Regions from separate parts of the Bombyx mori genome. Here region 1 is linked to region 2. A link is a contact called in public Hi-C data. All regions are on one chromosome and are shown on one strand. The core of a region is the stretch at or near the end of the contact, and the rest is flanking DNA. Distances in the headings are between cores, read along the strand shown. Region 1 holds the start of LOC105842586. Region 2 overlaps LOC101741035.

Region 1 (7,115 bases), core at 849-3,348, 51 kb after region 2:
CCGCCCTGCCTATTTCTGCCGTGAAGCAGTAATGCGTTTCGGTTTGAAGGGTGGGGCTGCCATTGTAACTATACTTGAGACCTTAGAATATATATCTCCAGGTGGGTGGCGCATTTACGTTGTGGATGTCTATGAGCTCCAGTAATCACTTAACACCAGGTGGGCTGTGAGCTTGTCCACACATCTAAGCAATAAAAAAATATAGTAAGCACTCTAGTGAAATGTTTAACCAATACCACTGTAGTTGTCACTAAACACGCAGACTACAAAGTAACTGTATTACTTAAAGTAACATTCATTGTCTCTGACAGGCGAAAATTAAATGGTTTCTAATATAATCACTTAACACCAGGTGGGCTGTGAGCTCGTCCATCCATCTAAGCAATAAAAAAAATATAACTTTATTAAAGTCAGTCAATATACCTAAGTCAGTCAGTCAATATAAGTCATCGTATAATATTAGGTCGGATCAAAGACAGCAGATAGCAGCCATATTTACAAAAAAAAAATTATTGCTTAGATGGGTGGAAGAGCTCACAGCCCACCTGGTGTTAAGTGGTTACCGGAGCCCATAGACATCCACAACGTAAACGCGCCACCCACCTTGAGATACAAGTTCTATGGTCTCAAGTAATTTTCGAGGGGTCCCTATGTAAAAATACTTAAATACTATATAATATTCGTTACATAATAAAAACACGTAGTACAGAACATTTAAAATACGAATTCAAAATGACAACAGTACCGAATCTTAACATTTCATTCGATGTGGAGAGTATTAAGCGGTAGGCAGCGGCTTGGCTCTGCCCTTGGCATTGCTGAAGTCCATGGGCGACGGTAACCACTCACCATCAGGTGGGCCGTATGCTCGTCTGCCTAAAAAGGCAATAAAAAAAATAAAAAAATTAAATTCACGATGTTGATTCATCTTAAGTACTTTATTAACAAATCGGAATAATCGAACCATGTACAGGGTGTCTCGGAAAGAATGGACCATCCTGAAACACCTCTTAATAGAGCTATTGGGGACTCAAAATAAAAAAATATATATATTTGTTAGGTAGTACGCAGGAAAAATACCAAATTTCATGATTACAATTTAAGTTCAGGATTAACTTTTATAAAAAATTACACTAGCGTGACTAGCTACACATACGATTTCCTGTATATTCCTTAGTATATAGTCCATGTAGAATATTATAACACCAAAAAGCCTATTCATTTATTTGTAACTGTTGTATATTGCAGAAACGCAGAGCAGTAGGGAAAATATCAACTTTTTTTTACAATATCTAGTTTGGGTACTACCTGAGATTTTTTTTTTAATTTTTGTCCGATATTTCTACTATGAGGTGTTTCAGGATTATCCATTCTTTCCGGAACACCCTGTATACATGTATACGAGCGCAACCAATACCATAATAATTACACAATCGATGCAGGGTAAGTCGGGGTAGATAAATATATCCTCCCTCTCCCCGTCGGGGTGAAGGAAGCACTTAGTACCTATCTATTACTATGTAGGTGTCTGTCCCAGACGATGCTTATCGATTTATTGTTCTATATGACCGCTGGAATGCATTTTCCAACCCTTGTATGCTCATAAGACAACCTAGTCGGTAAAAGTAGTTAATAACGTTCTCCAAAAATTTCATCTATGACGCATGACAAAAACTTAGTTGAAAAATTCAAATTTAATTTGTATGACAAACACGTGTTTCGTATATATATATAATTTAAGTATGTTTACATGTCTGTATAAATAGAAACACGATCAGAAAATCGAATAAGTATTGCGCGCGCATTCCGTGTCACAAAATGGCGGAGCAGTTCACCAAAAATACTATTCTGTATCTGATATCGGAACAGATACTGCAAGAATAGGTAGCGAAATTTATTAGATAAAAAAGACATGTTTTATTCAATTTTTTTGTAAGATTATTCGTGTTTTATGAAACTAAATGTAATTACTTAAGGTGCTAGCTACCAGCTCAGGTTTAAAAGTGCATTAGAAAATCTAATTACATCTCTACCCTTCTAAGAACTTAACGTCCCAACTACTGTGGTATACAAAGAAGTTAAAAGTCAATCGTAGTTTATAATGGATATTCTGTAATAGTAAAAATATAAACGATTAACATCTATATTATTTTCCATCAAACATAATACTAGTGCGTATATTTTGTCTAATCTGATACTAGGATACATTCCTAACGTCACTAGATACATCCATTTCATGAAACTTTCCAGTGTTTATTGAGGGAAGCACAGAGTGTTCAATTTACATCGAAAAAACCGCTTAAAATAAAAAAGAGTCATAACCATTTGAACGTTATTACAATCAAAAATAGATTTTTATCTTATGTTTTTTATCTGTTGAATTAACAAAATGCACATATTGAATTAGATATATAGTAGTGACAATATGGTATAAGTGTTTTCATCTGATTTTCCCGCAGCCTTCTTCGGAAAGGGTAAGTTTGATCGGAAGATTTTAAGCTCTTTGCATTCATCACCTATTGATAATGTTGCCGATATTCAAATTTAATTATGTAGTAATAAAAAATGAATAAAAAAAAACAGCTATTACACTACATAGTGCCTGGTTAAGATGTTTATACGCAATATTTATTACAATTAAAACCGGCTCGTATAAGCGCCTTCGGCAGACATATCGCTTATTTCATCTTCTTAATCGGTTCCTAATATGCAACATATTTATTAAGTTCGGATAATTGTACTAATTAAAAATTTATATATTGCATATTTTTAAGGCAGTCACAGCTCTAGATCAATCACTCAATTTGCTGTATGTCAATAGCCTAGGTCGCTAGGTTGCTCATAGCCCGCAGTATTCCATACGCTTGTATACGCTGCAATGAATTAAGTACCAATCTAAATTAAAAGGATTTGTTTTAATGACTAACTAATAGAATACTTAAAAAAAAGTCAGATTAATGCACCGCGCAGATTATTGTTTTTATTTAATAATATTTTGACATTCAACAAATTGCTGTTTTGACGGGAAAAAAAAATGTTTTTTTCTATTGTGAATTTTTTCAAAGTTTAATTTAATTTTAATTATTGTAAGTCGATAAGACATTGAAAACTAACATTAGAGCAAATATTATGTTAATGATAAAATATAAAGTAACAAGAAAATGATAATTATCATAAAAGTGATTAAAAAAAAAACTCACATGTACATCAAGCAAAATCATTTATCATGTCTACAAACGTTAACAAATTTCTGGCGTCCATTTTGTTTTTCATTTTTTTTTTTTGAAATATCGCCATCTATTGGTGAGTAGCTGTACTAAAATGTGTCCAAATGTACTAAACATTCTTCTCAGCGAGTTGCGACTCCGATGCTGGTAGTAGATGCATTCGCGAAGCACTTGTCTTTGAGTTGTCAGATCTTCGGAGCGCCTCCGTCTCGGACAACTCTTAGCAAATCCCAATAAATCTCTATAGCTCAGCCCGTGCTCGCCAACCTTCTCTGCAGTTTGTTTTTTTTGTTGCTTGGATGGGTGGACGAGCTCCCAGCCCACCTGGTGTTAAGTGGTTACTGGAGCCCATAGACATCTACAACGTAAATGCGCCACCCACCTTGAGATATAAGTTCTAAGGTCTCAAGTATAGTTACAACGGCTGCCCCACCCTTCAAACCGAAACGCATTATTGCTTCACGGCAGAAACAGGCAGGGTGGTGGTATCTACCCGCGCGAACTCACAAAAGGTCCTATCACCAGTAAAAAAAGGCTATTTCAGCTTCACCCTAACACGTAGGTGAGCTTACGGGACTCAAACCGGAAGTATTGCTAACACTGGCCCTATAAAGAGCAGTGCTTCGCAGAATCTACCAACGGCTCAGAAACGCGACTCACTGAGAAGATCCGGCGAGAAACTCAGTGGGCTGTGTCTATGGGTTAATTCACTCGTCGAGCCCTTCGTCGCAAGCGACGGGTTCGGCGAGGACAGTGACCGGTGCTTGTGGTACCTAAAAGTGGTACCTAATCCGTAACGACGTGTTTAGGGCGACGTCGACTATTTACCATTCAGTCTACAGGATCGTATATGTAATTCCCTGCGGCCACGACAAGAGGGTTTTCATGTCGTACCGTGCCACCTTTTCAAAGTGTAGATTCAACGAACATCGACGCAGACTGTAAATATTTACTGATGGGCTGTAAGTCCAGGTCGTCATGGAGGTCGACGTTCCTGACGAAGCACGGGGCTCTGACGGCTATCCTGCAAAAACGGGATTGTATGACTTGGAATGACTTTAGGTGAGTGCGGGCCGCGTGAGCGAACACTACACTTGCATAGGTCATGACGGGGCGTATGCAAGTTTTGTAGAGTGTCACCTTATTTCTAAGGGACATTTTACTTCGGCTGCATATCATCGGGTAGAGACGTCCTAGTATGAAGGCGACACGGTCGCGTACCGTCTTTATATGGGGGCGGAATGTCATCTTTTTGTCGAGGGTGACGCCTAAGTATTTGACAACGAAGCGCTGCTCTGGCTAGGGCATACATTAGTAGTCTCCCTAGCTGATCTCTCTCCGCTACTCGTCTGGTAAAGCTAATATGACCCCTCAAGGTTACTAGCATTAAAACTACGAATGATCGTTTTGTTTAATAAAGCTCCATTGCTTATCGTAAACGCGAAACCGGTAGTGAACCGACACGATGCCGGCCACAGAACTGGGAGGGACTCTTTGTGGAGGGCTGCGCGTGACGATTCAGCGACGATTGAGGTACAACGTATGAGTGTTTTAAAGGAACAATGGCGCCAACCAAGTTCGGGCTGTTCAAGGGAAGGAGCCGCGACAACCAGGAGCAGCCCTCGACGGAAAACCTCCTCCAGTCAAGCCAGAGCACCGAGCGAGGTAAGGTCTATGTATGTTTCTTTGTTGCATTATGATTTTATGGAGGTCTGGTGGTAAGTGGTTACTGGAATCTTAAGACATCCACAACGTAAATGCCACCCACCTCGAGACATGAGTTTGAAATCTCTGTTTTGGCACACAACGGCTGCGTTTCACTCGTCAAACTGAAACGCATTACTGCTTCACGGTAGATATAGGCAGGGTGGTGGTACATACCCGTGTTAACTGAGAGTCATCACAACGGGGGACCTCAGTTTTTATTACTTAACGACTGGGCCACCCTTCTCTAACTTAAAGAATGTTGTTTGAAGCATGCAGTCTGTCGCATTATTCACGCCATCTCGATCGCATTATAATAAGAAGACACGCTGTGTCGATGCCACACTATATGGGATAAGGGTAAGAAGAAAAATAGACTGGCCTGACTTTCAAACCGAAATAGCCGGTTTCACGGCACAAATACACGGAATAGTGGTACCACAATAGAACCTATTCTGCCAGTAAGCTCCTCCTCCTTGCGTTAATGATCTTTACTGCTGAAGGTCGTGACCTCGTGAAGCTTTCTTGGGAAAATACACATGGTGCAGTTCCGCGTCTTTTCACGGCAGTGCTTTTGGAAGAGATTTAGTTCTCCGAAGCCGCTGAAGTCTTATTTGGCTAATCAACCGCCACCCGACATTCTACGTTCAGTGTTTTACGGTGGACAGGTCAAACTCCATCTCAACCCTCCCCTTTTCTCATCCGGGCTTGAGACCGGCATTAGCAGTAAGCACACCCATTTTTTTTTCCTACCTAAGCTGATAGCATTGAGAGGCTATATCAGCGTAACCTTAACTAGTAGGTGAGCTCACGGGGTTCAAACCTGACGACGTTGCTAACACGAACCCTAGCAAGAGCCGTGCTTCGCAGAATCTACCACGGGATCGGAAACGCGACCCACTGAGAAGATCCGGCGAGAAACTCAGTGGGCTGTCTCTGAGGGTTAATTTACTCGTCGAGCCCTTCATCGCATGCGACGGGTTCGACGAAAACGATGACTGGGCACCCAATTAATTTAATCATTTACGCGCACAGTACAGACGCCTGACTCGCCAATACCGTCGACCAGTAAGGGCATAACCGTCGACAGTGCCTTCGCCGAGCTGTCCATGCTTAATCTGGACAGCGATGATGAGGTGAGCATAAGCCCTTCTCATGTTATTGTTATGCCGGTACAGGTGAGTCCATCTTTTTTTTTTTTATTGCTTAGATAGGTGGACGAGCTCACGGCCCACCTGGTTTTAAGTGGTTACTGGAGCCCATAGACATCTACGACCTAAATGCGCCACCCACCTTGAGATATCAGTTCTAAGGTCTCAAGTGTAGTTACAACGGCTGCCCCACCCTTCAAACCGAAACGCATTACTGCTTCACGGCAGAAATAGGCAGGGCGGTGGTACCTACCCGCGCGGACTCACAAGAGGTCCCAGTGAAGTCTAATTTAATATTCGTAATAATTAAATCAATTTCTAATTAGTATTGTATTTAAGGGTTATTTCTTCTGAGCCCCAACGTGTGAGATTATATTGCATGCGTATGTCTGATATCTGTTACGCCTTATTCGAATTGTGATGATCCGAATGTAATTTGTTTTGTAACAGTATTCACCGCAGCAAGACGTCACAACGCGTCGGATCAGCGATTCCAGCAAACTGGACGAGCCACAGGTACTTTTATAGTAAATAATATCAAAATGAATTACTGTTCGTTAGTCTCGCTAAAACTCGAGAACGGCTGGACTGATTTGGCTAATTTTGGTCTTGAATTATTTTTGGAAGTCCAGGGAAGGTTTAAAAGGTTAGATAAATATGAAAATGCTCGGAATTAAATAAAAATAACAATATTGTTTTTCCTTTGATGTGTCGACGAATCCCTTTTGTTTGTTTTAAGTTTATTTTAGGTGTACAAAAGTTTAGGCCACTTATTTATCGATTGAGGCACTACGAAGTCTGCCGGGTCAGCTAGTAGTCAATAATTATCATTTATTTAGGAGTGTCTGTGTGTGCCTTAAATCTCTTGTTCATAATTATTTTAAAAAAAAACTCGGTGCTCTGTTGTCATTGTTTTTGTCGTTGCCGATAGATGAACATATGGCTCGCTTAATGGTGAATAGTTGCCGTGGCTAATCGACATTGATATCAGCAGTGTCAGCCACTGCCTCCTGCTGGCGTTTAGTCCACTGAG
Region 2 (6,737 bases), core at 2,211-4,710:
TCGGGAGGGGGATGCTCAGCGTGGTGTTCGGAGGGCGACCCCTTTTGAAGAGCACCGCTGTGCTTTTCGTGGGGTTGATGTCGATGCGCCACTTCCGGAACCACTGTCCCATGGTGGTAGCCGCGGTCTGAAGTCGTCGATGAAGCAACGCCTTCTTCCTACACGAGTAGTAGATGGCGGTGTCATCGGCGAAGAGCGCCAGATGGGTCTCCGGAGACCGGGGTATATCATTGATATACAAACTGAATAGTAACGGGGAGAGGGCGGAGCCTTGCGGGACTCCGGCTGTGACGTGACGGGGCCGGGAACGCGTTCCCTCGGCTCGATATCGGAACGAAGAATTACCTAAGATATGTCTAGTGTATCAGAAAGTAAAGCTTCAATTGCAGTCACTGTCTGTGTTTGTTCTTTCTTGCATGTGTTTGATAACACAAGAGGAAAAATATAGGCATTGAGTGTGCCGCATTTTCTTTTACACTATTTTTTACATGACAGTGTCTATATTAAGGCAATCTCTGCTGCATATAAATGCATTTATTAGTTTGTAATGTATTGAGTCTGCTCTTGAAAATTAATATTGGTGTTAGAATATTTATAGTTTTAATACACATATAAGATTACGAATCCTCAAGTTCTTCGGGCACATCATTTGTAATGAGGACTCCATTGAGCGGTTGGTGGTGCAAGGGAAAGTCGAGGGCAAAAGATCTCGCGGACGATCTCCAACACGATGGACCGACCTCATAAAATCTGTGACTCACTCCAACATAAATGTTTGCTCTCACTCTGCGAAACATCGTGCCACATGGCGTCGCATCGCGAGAGCATCGGTATCGCAGGATCCGACTGATGCATGACCACGACCACTCTGTCAAGAGTGTATGAATAGGAAGAATAAGATTAACATTATTTATTTTCTCATAATTATTACTGAAAGCAAGCTGCATTATGTGATTGTCACTAAATATATCATGTAATACTAGTCTTAAAATGAACATTCATAACTAAAATATAATTTTCATAATATTACGGGAAAGGTTTTTAAAATATTGATGGCTATGTTTAATGGAATACATTTTATTAAAATATACATTAAAATTAATGGTAATAAACCATAATCTTTTTAAAAATAATAATGTGTATACAATACTCTTTACATGTAATTAGATGACCATCAGCAGCTTTGTAATTATTGTAGTATCAAGAGATAATAGTGTGGATGCATGGAAGTAACATCATATTTGTGAAAATTTGCAAATGTCCCTATGTTATCAGGACGAGAGGCGGAAAGGTCTACATCTGAATTCATTTCATTACTCTGAATGTGAACAGCTGTGCGAAAAAGTTCATGAAACTTTAAATATTCAATCAAAATAGTCTGTCCGGATACCAAGGAAAATATAAGAATGGTTTGAAAAAATTTATAATTCACATAATAGTTATTATCAAACCCTGCAAAAACTGAATTCCGCAAAAGCGAATTTTAATATACAAAGTAGATCCGACCTTTATATTCTCGTCATCAAGACAATATTATAATCGGTTACTGTATTCAAACATCTTGTCTATCGGTGGAATTTTCATAATATAATCTAGTAGTCCTGTAGTCCATGTAGTTTTTTCTGTAACAATAAAAAAAAACAAAATAATTGTAAATTGGTTTTATTTTTATTATAAAAGTGTATTGAGGCATTAGCGCGTTTAAGGATTACTTTTTTTTTGATAACGCTATCTTGTGTCTTTAAAGCGGTTAGTTGCCCTCAACTAAGAAAAATAGTATTATTATTCGCCAATAGATGTCGGGAAGAGTTGATTGTTGAAAACACGAATAGAACAACATTTTCTGAAAATAAATCGTAGCTAGATCGATTTATCGCCCCCGTAATCCCCTGTATACTAAATTTTATGAAAATGGTTGGAGCCGTTACCGAGATTTAGATTATATATATATATACAAGAATTGCTCGTTTTAAGGTATAAGATAAGATACATTTTTTTATATTGCTTAGACGGGTGAACTATCTCACTGCGCACTTGGTTTTAAGTCGAGGAGTGAAAGGTTATTTGGTTTATGTGACATTTTCGCAACTCTACAGAAGATATATTTATAGCTTAGAATTTGGATAAAAAATCATAACACAAAAATCTTCGGCTATTTGAATGGAGTTAAACTTCATTGAAGTTCAATTAAAAACATCGAATTGTTGATGCTAATTAATACCAAATAAAACGGAGCTTTAATTACAAAAATAAATGTTAAGTGTTAAGCGAAATGTCGCTTAAACCGCCTTTCACCCCTTGAAGTGATTGGTGTGTTCCATAGACACCAACAACGGCAATGTTCCCACCCACCTTGAAGCATGAGGTCTTCGTCTCAATTTGCTAACGGTTATTCCACCGAATGAACCGGAATGCATTGCTGCTTCGCAACAGAAATAGGCGAGGTGGTGGTTGTTGCTCACACCAGTGCTACTACCAAACGGATAATTCAGCGAACGTCCCTCCAATATCTTAAATTACTAAATAAAAGAAGGTACTTTCAAAATTCGATATTCCAATCGGCAGTTGGACTTTTTGGCGGGAACGCGAGGAGTAAAGTGTGATTTATTTTATTTTGTCTAATTAGTGTTTCTTCAGGTTTAAATTTGTAATAATGGTGGTTTGATAACTATTTAATATCTGTGAAAGTGCACAAATGTGGGAAAATGAAACAAAGCCGCTGAACGTAATTTCTCGGGATCCTCCAAAAAGTCCACTGAAAAAATCTCAGTAAATGGCCACCATTTTATTTATGAGTTATATTTCATCCCATATCATCTCTTCTCATTTTATCTCATTTCATCTCAGTTGATTAATGTCTCAAATTAATCATCTTCATTTCATTTCATTTCACTCCATATTATAATTTTTCATAAAAATAAAAATATAAATTAAAATAAGACATGACCCAAAAGTCTTAGTTACCAGGTCATAAAATGCCTTAAATAACCAATCGCAGTGATGGAGTGAACAAGTGTTTTTTTTCCCTACTTATTCGCTTAATTGTGAAAAAATGCCATAATGAGGATCTTACCTATCATGCAAATAGAATATTGCGGGGTATCGCATGCGAGACCGTACACTAAAGCTGAGAGATGATTTTGCCTGTCCAAATTCAAGCAAGGCGCGTCCATCGTGAATTCTGTGTCAAGCCACGGCGGCATCTAAAGACAGTATAAAAAATTGACAAAACAATTAAATATTGTTTCAAATTTAAACTGAACTCATTTTCAAACTGTTAAAACAAAATAACTTCTTGAAATAATAAATAACGTTATGTAGTTAATTTAGAAATAACAATTATTACATATTTTTAGAGATTTTTGTTTTGAAAGATTTTGGCGCCATTTTCATATCGGACATAGATTATACAGACTTTTATACTGGCGTTGTACATTTTTATCTAAATTAAGTAGGTAGGTAGTTTTTACTGGTGGTAGGACTTCTTGTGAGTCCGCACGGGTAGGTACCACCACCCTGCCTATTTCTGCCGTGAAGCAGTAATGCGTTTCGGTTTGAAGGGTAGGGTAGCCGTCGAAACTATACTGAGACCTTACAACTTATATCTCAAGGTGGGTGGCACATTTAGTAGATGTCTATGGGCTCCAGTAACCACTTAACACCAGGTGGGCTGTGAGCTCGTCCACCGATCTAAGCAATAAAAAAAAGGTAGGTAAAGATTTTATTCTTAAATGTGCTTACAAACAATCCGATATTATCCGCAAACGATTTTGGATCCGGCAATCGTTTTCCGTTACTGGGGTTATACCAGGCATATGTTACTGCGTCTGTTGCAATGTCTTTTGTCATATTCAAATGGCCAGATACCCAAATGTGTTCCACAGCTTTAAAAAAACAATCTCAAGTAATTGATTACAGTCACTTACATTAAATCTCTTGTTTATTTAATAGCGAGTAATAGTAACTAGAATACTTTCAATTTTCTATCATAAAATTTTCTAAACATTATAAACTCTGCAATGAAAATATGAAGCTAAATTATTAACTACTCGTTCATAGATGGCAGTATATAAAATTTCTTAAAATTTCTAAACATAATTAACTCTGCAATGAAATGAAGCTAAATTATTAACTACTCGTCCATAGATGGCAGTAAATAAAATTTCTTACGGTTATTCTTATTTTCTCCCATAACTAGAAGTAATTGTATTAGAACATCATTACTTTCAACATTCGCTAAGCTTCCGTTCATTTTACGGCAATTATCAAATGCGTGCTGCCAGTAATATTTTTGTTGAACCAAAATGTAGTAATATAAGTCATCACTAGGTGGCGCTGTTCCAGTAGAAAGGTTTGTGTGTGTTTCTGAAAGAAAGATAAAACGTTTTTTTTTTATTGCGATTACCTTGACTATTTTAAAAAAAATAATTATTTTTTAAAAACTTCGGAGTTCATAATGTTCATAGCTCATAACAAGTAAGTCTCACAATTTTATTAATTAATATATTATTATTTTGTACACACAGCTGTTAGAAGAAACACGACAATAAGGATACAGAGTACAAGGGGGCACTACTTATTTCATGTTGAAATCTCTTCCAGTACGCCCGCAGAAGGAAAGAAAAATTAGGAACACAAACTTAGTGCATACAGCAAACATTACATATAATAATATATACATACATAATACAAGATACAAAACAATACATATACATAGAAATACACACACACATATATATATATATATATATATTTCGCCAAGGCTAATATTTAATCTATTCTCAATTTGACAACAGACGTCAAGAACAAAAGTTTGACAATAAATAGTATAGTAGTGTGTGTAATGTTTTCTTTATTGATTTAATGTATCTTTTAAGCATTATTTAAAAAAAATATTAGCATTGTGCACTTCTTCTCTATATTCTTTATAAGTGTGGAAAATTTCATACTCCTCCGTCCGCGCAATTTTCGTAAAAAGGGATACAAAGTTTTTGCTTCACGTATTAATATATAGATAAACTATGATTAAGAAGAACTTTGTGGTGGTATGTTCTAATTTATAAATCAGATTAAAAAGCTAGAAGAAACAGTGAACGAAGAAACGAAATGAAAAAAAAAATCAAATTAAAAAATAATGCGTAGATTCCATTTTGATTTTTAATGTGACTAGGCCAGTGTGCTTAGTGCGAGTTTCTTAACGTTCTCGATAGCGTAAAAGTTAACTCAAATTTGGATGCAGTCGGAACAGCGCCCCTAGCGGTTAACGTAGGCAAATGTTTCAACGGTGTATCGCGTTCCGACCCGGCAGGCTGGTTCTGGCCCAGCGGGGTATCCCGGAACACCAGCGGCACCGCCCGGGCGGCCTGGTAGGGCCGCCGTACCGCGGAGACCGACGTCGTTGGTCGTCGACTATCGCCTCGACGACCCGTCGGTCGGGCGTCCTCGGGGTGGCGCCGCGTGTCTGGTTGTAGTGTTGACCGCGGGAACCCCCCTACTCTGACCGGGTTCTGACCCCGGACGGAGATCGGACGTCGGGTGTAAGAGTACAGGGGAATCGTTTAGTGGGTGGGCCCTAAAATCCTTGGGCCCGCGATCTGCTCTCAACACCTGCAGATCGTTGAGTCTCACATCCCAACGTTAAAAAACTCGCACTAAGCACACTGTATGTATTACGAATAGTAAAGTTTAGTGAAAGGATTTTAGTATATATTGAGAGGTGGCTATTTGGTTAAAGTGATATTTTTGCAACTTTACCATATTATTATAAAGTATAAATTGGGAAAAAATATCCCTCGATATAATTATGCATAGTTGAGTCGTCTGTTATCAAAGGTGGCAATCTGTGCATTTGGACAAAAAAAATTTATTGATATTTCAATACAGATTGATTTGAATATAATCGTCTCCTTCAAAGAATACGGTTCAAAACCTGCATTAAATAAAGGTTAATACTTAACCTGTTATTTATCTAAGATGTCGTTCAGAAGAGTTTTGTGACTGCCAATGGAATACAAAGTCAATACATAATTCGTTTTTCTGATTTACCAATAATTATCCAAAAGTCACATTGCCGGCTTTGATAATAGTCGACTCAGTTAGCCTATGCTACAGTCGCATTAAGCACACAGTAGACTGATTTCATCATCCAAGAAGTTTCAAGCGAAAATCGGAGCCTTTATAATACAACAGCTGTCGCGCTCTTCAAATTTTTTCGCGGCAAAAATGAGCACAATGATGGTATCTACTCGTGTGAGTTTACTATTTATATGAGGAGATTCGCAGGAAAACCATGGTAACCGACATAGCCCAAAGGATTGCGACACTGAAGTGGCAGTGGGCAGGACACATTGCCAGCGGAACGAATGGCCGTTGGGGCCAGAAGGTTCTTGAGTGGCGACCGCGTACTGGAAGACGTAGCGTGGGTAGGCCTCCCACAAGGTGGGCCGACGACCTATTGAGGTTCGCGGGGATCTGCTGGATGCAGGCAGCGCAGGACCGGTCTTTGTGGCGAGGCTTGGGGGAGGCCTATGTCCAGCAGTGGACGTCCATGGGCTGATAGAATAGAATAGAGTTTACTATATGTCTTAAAGTAAATGAGTTAAGCTATGTATTTACCTTTATAACAAATAAATTGCATTTTCCGTTCGCATCTAGCTTCCAAGAATAAAGGACTCTTCGCAGAGTGTCTGTCGAGTTGAAGACAGCCGCTTTGTTTCATGTTTCTATCCCTAAAAAGA

What was found. A called contact is a pair of places that touch in the nucleus more often than the background predicts.
Region 1: a contact with region 2 is called in a Hi-C map of middle silk gland, with 2.0 times the contacts expected there. The contact joins the promoter of LOC105842586 here to the enhancer-like site in region 2. A contact is called at or near these places in 3 of 7 Hi-C or Micro-C datasets (middle silk gland, posterior silk gland and whole pupa).

Annotation. Positions count from the first base shown.
Region 1 is chr2:7,009,728-7,016,842 of ASM3026992v2, forward strand. It overlaps LOC105842586, which reads left to right and starts at 2,099. Exons shown (of 6, transcript XM_012696460.4): 1 at 2,099-2,474; 2 at 4,785-4,892; 3 at 5,967-6,067; 4 at 6,533-6,598. The coding sequence starts at 4,790.
Region 2 is chr2:6,957,376-6,964,112 of ASM3026992v2, forward strand. LOC101741035 reads right to left here. Exons shown (of 13, transcript XM_038017119.2): 9 at 6,616-6,728; 10 at 4,171-4,365; 11 at 3,742-3,884; 12 at 3,074-3,203; 13 at 1,058-1,622. The coding sequence ends at 1,534. Among protein-coding and RNA genes, the nearest start is that of LOC101736637, 10 kb to the left of the region's middle. Within about 2 kb of position 3,461, at least 1 of the 8 cell types and tissues checked has open chromatin away from gene starts, as enhancers often do.